2 separate regions of the Mus musculus genome follow, and region 2 is linked to region 1. Evidence: chromatin contacts called from public promoter capture Hi-C data. All regions are on one chromosome and are shown on one strand. The core of a region is the stretch at or near the end of the contact, and the rest is flanking DNA. Distances in the headings are between cores, read along the strand shown. Region 1 holds the start of Rpa2 (replication protein A2). Region 2 holds the start of Rsrp1 (arginine/serine rich protein 1).

Region 1 (4,029 bases), core at 1,121-3,620:
GCCACAATACACATGCACATATACATAATACTTACATACATAGCACATACATACATGTACACATATACACACACAAATGCACGCATGTACATATATATACACAAACACACACCAGTACACCTACATATACACACATGTACATGCATACACAAAATACATATATACACAAACATGCATATGCATATACAATATATACCACATACATATAGATATATACATACACTACACCTATACACACATACACTTATACAAATGCCACTATAACCACACACAGATAAACACATATACACATACATGCATACACATATATATACATATATACACACCCCTACACACATATGCACATATACTTACACCTATGCACACATGCACACACACACCTATACCCACCTACACACATTTAATGGTTTGAAATAACCTTTGTCAAATGTGTGAGACATGGTGCACACTTGGAAGACAAAGGACAACTCTCAGGAGCTGGTACTTGAGGCCTCCTCCACAGGAGCGTCCTCCTTGCCACAGGAGTGCTGGGATTGCAGATGTGCCATTGCGTTTGGCCTTTTGTGTGTTCAGGGTTTAGAGCTCAGGTCGGCAGGCTTGCCCCTCATGTGCTCTACCCAATGACCATTAAACAACTGAGCACACAGGACTGCGGGGATGGCTCAGGGGTTAAGAGGGCATGTTGCTCTTGCTGATCACCTGAGTTAGCATTACAGAATGGACACGGACACGGCCAAGGGACAGCTGCCTATAACACATTTAGGGACCCCCCAAGACCTCCTCTGGCTTTGGAGGCACCTAAACTCATGTGCACGTACCCACATACTTTCTAGAAAACTAAACACATGCTCTAGTGCTCGATCAGCTTTTAGACGAAGGTGTATGACTCATATAATGACTGGTTGAAATCACGGGAGACTGAGAGGGAGACAAAACTGGGGGCAAGACAGCAGGACATCTTTGGATCTTTTTAACTGTGGCCATGTATGGCCATGAGGTTTCTTTTGTTTGTTTTCTTTTTTTTTTCTTCAAGACAGGGTTTCCCTGTGCAGCCTTGACTGTCCTAGAACTCACACTGTAGACCAAGCTGGCCTCAAATTCACAGAGATCCACCTGCCTCCACCTCCCAAGTGTTGGGGTTAAAGGCGTGTGCCAACCCCTCCCCCAGGTAGGGTTTCTTTCTTTGAAAACATGAACATGTTATCTATGCCCTGGATACAAGCCTGTGTGTGCGTATGAACATGTGTGCTGGAGTGTGTGCTTGTGTGTGTGTGTGTAGAGGACAACTTGTAGGAGTTGTGATGGAGCAGCCTGACTCCACCTTAAGTTCTGAAGCCATCTTATCATACTACCAAAATAAGTCCATTCCTCTTTTCTATAAAACTTAATTTGACCAGGTCTTGACCAACTTTCTGAATTTCGACAGGTTCCACACCCTATACCCTGATTTCAGTCTGATAGACGTTCTGCCAAATAATGCTGAAATGTTCGACCAAGTGCCTACATAACCCTTGAAAATGTCCATATTCTTGCAGTTTTGGGGGTTATATAAACCTCACCTCTTGTGTTCGATGCTGTTTTCTCATTTTGTATTTGTTTTGTTTTTTCGAGACAGGGTTTCTCTGTGTAGCCTTGGCTGTCCTGGAACTCACTCTGTAGACCAGGCTGGCCTCGAACTCAGAAATCCTCCTGCCTCTGCCTCCTAAATGCTGGGATTAAAGGTCTGTGCCACCACTGCCCGGCGATGCTGTTTTCTCAAAACCCCAGTTTAGCGAGATAGCCATCTCTGACAAAATTAAGCTTGCTTAATTTGACCAAAAATTGTTTAATCATTTCTACTCATCTTCAGTGGGATTAACAGTTGAGCCTCTCCTTCCACCATCACGCAGGTATTTATTTATGAATACAATATCACTATCTTCAGACACACCAGAAGAGGACAGCAGATCCCATTATAGATGGTTGTGATCCACCATGTGGTTGCTGGGAATTGAACTCGGGAGTTCTGGAAGAGCAGAAAACTAGCAGTTTGGCGGGAAAAGGGGGCTAGCGAGCGGCGGAAGTGATGTAGGGTTGCATGCGACGGAGATGGGGTGTGTGTGAAGAATGCTTGAGGATGGCCCCGGAAGTATCGTTTTGATTGGTTGTTTTCTTGAATACTGTCCTATCGGAAATTTGCCCTCAGTAAAGATGGCCGCGCATGCTTCCATTCCTTCTTGGGGCCGGGTGTTTTTCCTAAGCTTGGCCTTGATACCGAAAAAAAAAGGAGGGGACTCATGAGTTCTGATTGGCTGAAGGTAAATGTGTCCAGGGCGCTGATTGGCTGTCCCTTCGCGGGAAGGAGTTTGTGGCGCCAGTGCAAAGTAGCCAGAAGGCTGCCACGCCAGAGCGGCACAGAGTTCCCAAGTGTTCTTAGTTTTCGTGTCCGAGCGTCTTGGGCCGCTCTCTCCGGAGAACTGCGACCAGGATGTGGAATAGTAATGGCGGGCGTGGGGAGAGTCACGCGAGGGTGTTGGGAGTGGGCGAGTCTGGCGCAGGAAGGCCGGGACGGAGCGAGAGGCCCGAGGCGGGCTCGGCGGCGTTCGCGGGGTGGCAGGGGGATTGTCGCGGCTGGGGCGGTGGGGACAGCGGTCGCCAGGTATAGAGATGGGGAGCGCAGCGCAGACTCTGACGACGGTCGTTCCCCGCAGGCGGATTCGAAAGCTTCAGCAGCTCCACCTATGGCGGAGCAGGCGGCTACACGCAGTCCCCCGGTGGCTTCGGGTCGCCCACACCGTCGCAGGCGGAGAAGAAATCGGTACGTAGACTGACGGCTCCGTTCTCATTTGTGTCCTGGCCAGGAGGGAACGTGTTTTCGTGCGGGAGGGTGGCACACCCCAAGGTGTCAGAAGCTGTCCGTTACCTACCTTGTCTTTTGTATGGTCAAGTGGGGAACAGGGTTTTTATTATTTTATTGTTTGGCAAGCCTGCAGTGGTTCGCCCGGCCTCCATTTTCCTGGCCCTACCACTCGAAAGTATGCTTTAGTAGAGTTTAATATCGCTGTCCCCAGGGCACAAAAATCCCTGAAGAACAAGAGTCCACTGTGTTCAGAACAGGTTTGGGGTTGTTTCCTGTTGGTAACTGACAGGAAGGACACGCTAAGCCTTAATCTGCTGGGCTTTTTCTGCCTCGTACATATTCATTGTATGACCAAGTGTTTTGGAGGTGTTTGTAGCTCTGGCTGGCCTGGAACTCAGAGATCCACCTGCCTGTACACTGTAGTTGTCTTCAGACACACCAGAAGAGGGCATCAGATACCACTACAGATGGTTGTGAGCCACCGTATGGTTGCTGGGAATTGAACTCAGGACCTCTGGAAGAGCAGTCAGTGCTCTTAACCGCTGAGCCATCTCTCCAGCCCAAAAAGATCCTTTCTTAAAAAACAAACAAACTACATTGCTCGTAGGTGGCTTGAGAGGCAAGTGTCTTTGCTAGATGCTCCTCTGCCCACTCCATCTGACTCTCCTGTTAAGATGCCCAAAGATGAGCAGCTTGACGAAACTCACCAGGTTTTCTGCAGAGACTGCCATCTGGTTGCCAGAATATCTCCTAAAAGAAGCTATACTTCTAACTTCTTCCATTTTATCAAGAAACCTAGAGCATCTTCGTAGTCCTTTTTCTGCTTGTCATTTCTCAAGCCTTTTCACAAGGCCCTGTTGTCTCCGTGGTGTCCTGAACACTGCTCTTGCTATGTCTGGGATGTGCTCTTTCTACCCCTACCTCTCTGAGACAGTTGTTTTCTTGTTGTTGTTTTGTTTTGGGTGTCTGTGTGTGTGTGTGTGTGTGTGTGTGTGTGTGTGTGTGTATCCTTGGCTGTCCTGGAACTCACTCTATAGACCAGGCTGGCCTTGAACTCAAGAAGTCCACCTGCCTCTGCCTCCTGGGTGCTGAGATTAAAACCATTTGCCACCACTGCCTAGCCCTGGGATGCGTTCTTTTTTTTTTTTTTTTTTTTTTTTTTTTAAGATTTATTTATTTATTATATGTAA
Region 2 (4,029 bases), core at 386-2,885, 2.2 Mb after region 1:
GCTCCTGCAGTTTGAGAACTTTTACCATTGGTGGATGGGATGGGATGGGGGCTTCTGGAGGTTAGAGAACAACTTTTGGAAGTCAGTTCTCTCCTTCCACTCCACTGCAGGTTGTCAGTAGTGCTCCACAAGCATTTTTTTCTTCTTTTTTTAAAGATTTATTTATTTATTATATGTAAGTACATTGTAGCTGTCCTCAGACACTCCAGAAGAGGGCATCAGATTTCATTATGGATGGTTGTGAGCCACCATGTGGTCGCTGGGACTTGAACTTGGGACCTTTGGAAGAACAGTCGGCGCTCTCAACCACTGAGCTATCTCACCAGTCCCACAAGCATTCTTTATTGCTGAGCCATCCTGGTGGCCACAGTAAGGTTTTTATTTCTTCACTTTCGCTGTATATTGGGGAAGGAGGAGGAAGGAGGCACGAACAAAGAGTCCTTATTTCTGTCATCTCCCTCTAAAATCCAGAGCTTCTGTAAAACCCTGCCTAATTTCTAAGAACACCATCTCCCAATATTGAAATAGCTATTTCGTTCAGTGCTGTTCACTTACCCACAGTTTTCAAGGTCAGATATGCCTCATGACATTGAGTGTTTGGAATTTGCCCTGGAAATAAGATTAAATGTCCTGTCCTAATCACACTTGTCTTAGAACAGACCTATCGGGCTCAGGAAATGGCTTACTATTAAGAGCACTTGCTGCATTGCCTAGCACAAAGTCTGGGTTCCCAACACCCCCATACTTGGTGGCCCACAATGGCTCTGTCTTCGGTGGCATCCTGTACACACAAATTACTCTCTCTCTCTCTCTCTCACACACACACACACACACACACACACACACACACACACAATCAAGGATCACTGTTGCTCCTCAAAGGTCAACTGTGGTCGTTGGAATTCCTGTCTCGACCTCAAATTACCTTAATTAGCTCAAACAAGGCCGTTAAAGCAGCCTTTCTAAATTAAAACTATATCTTCGGGGTCCAGGGATACCCCTCCCAATCTCCACCATAGGAGGAGCCAAGAAGGGAAGCTGGGCAGCGGCTGGGGGAGGGAGGGGACGACACATGACCCGGGGACGACCGAGGCACGGGAACCGACTTGTCCTCTGTGTCCTTGATCCAGCTTTTGAGCCGGCTAAATTCTTTGCTACCCTCTCCTTTTCCCGAATTTCAAAATCGAAAGCAGGAAAGGAAGCCAAACTAAACCAAACCAAACCAAACAAAGAAAAACAAAGTTGGGCGTGGTGGCGCAGACCCCCTAGCTGAGAAGCAGAGACATGGGGATTGCCGCGAGTTCGAGGCGTGACAGGGGTACACAGCTAGCTCCTGTCTCAAAAAAAAACTCAAGATCCAAAAGCAGCCAAGGACCCCACAAACAAACAAACAAAAAACCCTGAAGTAAACAAATCCTCAAAATACCCGGATGTAGAAGGCGGGCGGGAGTGGGGGATGGGGAGGAGGCGCGGCCGTTGGTGGAGTGACAACTGACGCGCATGCGTGTCTCCAAGGCGCAGCCAACATCGCTTGGCGATTGGACGAGAGTGGGACCCGCCCTTTCGCACGGATGTCTGTGCGCATGCTCGGCGCCAGCTTCCAGTATTTTCGATGCTGACGTCGCCACTAAGCTCAGTCCCAGTCTGGACTTTGGCAGTGGAGGTTCCTGTGCTCTCCGGTCGCTGGAATCGGGAACCTCGCCCGCTTCGGTTCCTGGTCGCAGAGAAAGGTGCCCGCTTGGCCTCTCTCGCCCTCGCGAGCTCTTCATCCGTTTAAGGTGAGTGGGGCCGCTTGGTCAGGGACCGGTTCGCCCTGGGGTGTCGCGCACGCGCACTGGGCACTGCGCGCCCCACCTGGATGATAGACTCTTGACTTTCTCTGTAGTTCCTAGACGCCGTTGCGTTTGCGGACCGATCTCCGTTTTCAGAAGGGAGCCATGTCCTCGGCCGCCATGTCTAAATACGTGAACGACATGTGGCCCGGCTCTCCGCAGGAGAAAGCCTCGCCGTCCACCTCGGGCTCGGGCCGCTCCAGCCGCCTGTCGTCGCGCTCCCGCAGCCGCTCTTCGTCCCGCAGCTCCCGACGCGACTCCCGCAGCTCTAGCCGCTCGTCCTCGCGCAGCCACAGCCGGCCGCGGAGGAGCAGACGGTCCCGATCCCGGTCCCGCAGGCGCCACCAGCGCAAGTACAGGCGCTACTCACGCTCGTACTCACGCAGCCGGTCGCGCTCCCGCAGCCACCGCTATCACCGCGACAGCCGTTACGAGCGGCCGCGGAGGTACTACAAGTCGCCGTCGCCCTACCGCTCCCGGAGCAGGTCGCGCTCCCGCGGGAGGTCGCAGCACCGGTGGTCGTACTACGCGATCACTAGAGGGCGGCGCTACTACGGCTTCGGCCGGACGGTGTACCCCGAGGATCGCCCCAGGTGGAGGGAAAGATCCAGAACCAGGTCGCGCAGCAGGAGTAGAACCCCATTTCGCCTGAGTGAGAAAGGTGCGTTTTATCAGGTTGAGGTTTGTGCCCTTGGTGGGGGTGGTGTTGGGGATTGAGTTCTGGACGCTTATCACCGAGCCACCTCCCCAGCTCCTCCCCGCGTTTAACTTCCTCAGCGCGCTGTGAGTCAGCCAGGGAGTCATGTGGTTGAGCAGTTTAGCTGGGATTTCGTAAGATTAGGCCCAGGACATCTTAACATCTAGGCCTGCGTTTGTTTTGGTGCTGGAAGTCTTTTGAGATTTCTTGAAGTGAGAGAGAGTTTTTTGTTTAGTTAGTAGTTAGGTAGAATATAGTTTCTCACGTATTTCCTTTCACCTTGTGAGTAAAGTCCATGCCGGATGTGACCGGTGCAGTAACCTGAACTAAAGTCCATTTATGGCTGTGGTGGTCAAGAGAGAGGAGGCTCACTCTTTCCTACTAGCTGGGTGAAGTCAAAACACATTTTTTTTTTTCATGATTTACTCAAAAATGGGTTTTGACTGGCCTTTCTGTTAAGTAACATGGCAATTTGATGTTACAAAGTAGGTAAGTTTGAGCTTGTGTGCAGACTCTGTATCAAGATTAGTAGTCTAGATAACTGTGCTATAAAGTTTATCAAACACTTCAGTTTACAGAAATAAACATTTAAAGAAAAGGCAAAATAGGGCTGTTTGTCAGAACAAAACTAACTTGTTGAGGTAATTAAGGAAAGTTGGGTTTTTTTCCTCACTATAAAGGGATTTTTTTTAGAATTGCTTTACATATAAAGAGAAAAACATTGTTTTAGGAGAGGTACTTAGTAGAGGATAACGAATGTCTTAATGCCCTTAGATCGAATGGAGCTACTAGAAATAGCAAAAGCCAACGCAGCAAAAGCTCTGGGAACAGCCAACTTCGACTTGCCAGCAAGTCTCCGAGCCAAGGAGGCAAGCCAGGGGACAGCTGTTTCCAGCAGTGGGCCAAAGGTGGAGGTAAGTGCCTTCAGGAAGCTGCTGCCAGCATTTATTACCCTTTGCCAGTGAACACAACCCTCCTGGGGTTCTTTATATCATTTGTCCAGAACAAAACCTTAATCTGACAAGTATCAGCCTGTCTCACAGGAAACTGGGAGACGATGGACTACTTTCGTGTCGACACTTGGACACTTGGTTTGCTCTTTACACTACAGTAAAAACAGTACATTGTTGGTAATACTTTCTCTCCCTCTAGTCTCTAGAGACTGGAGTGTTGTCAGTAGTTTTCATGTACACCATTATGTTCCCAAGTCTGTGCTCAGCATACAGTATAGTTTATCTGCTTTATTTCTGTCTTATAGAAATCATGAATGTGGTCTCCAGACAGTGATGAAGAAAATCTGTTGGTAATTGATGATGGGTTCAAGTGTCAGAGTTTATGTTTACAGACTAAAGCTTAGCCATTGTTGAAGGGAGTTGGTGTGCATGCTAGAGTTTTGGGCTAGGGACTGTTTGTGTAAGGCAGTGACAGCTCAGCAGCCTAGAGGCACTGTCATGGTGGGCATCTGTGATCTAGACGTCCTTCACATGATATATGCAATAT

The links. Promoter capture Hi-C pulls out the DNA fragments that hold promoters and counts their contacts.
Region 2: a contact with region 1 is called in a promoter capture Hi-C map of pre-B cells, with 5 times the contacts expected there. The contact joins the promoter of Rsrp1 here to the promoter of Rpa2 in region 1. A contact is called at or near these places in 2 of 39 promoter capture datasets (cranial neural crest and pre-B cells).

Annotation. Positions count from the first base shown.
Region 1 is chr4:132,765,990-132,770,018 of GRCm38.p6, forward strand. It overlaps Rpa2 (replication protein A2), which reads left to right and starts at 2,371. Exons shown (of 9, transcript NM_011284.3): 1 at 2,371-2,477; 2 at 2,691-2,797. The coding sequence starts at 2,468.
Region 2 is chr4:134,921,990-134,926,018 of GRCm38.p6, forward strand. Rsrp1 (arginine/serine rich protein 1) reads left to right here and starts at 1,636. Exons shown (of 5, transcript NM_023665.3): 1 at 1,636-1,778; 2 at 1,886-2,493; 3 at 3,304-3,443. The coding sequence starts at 1,938.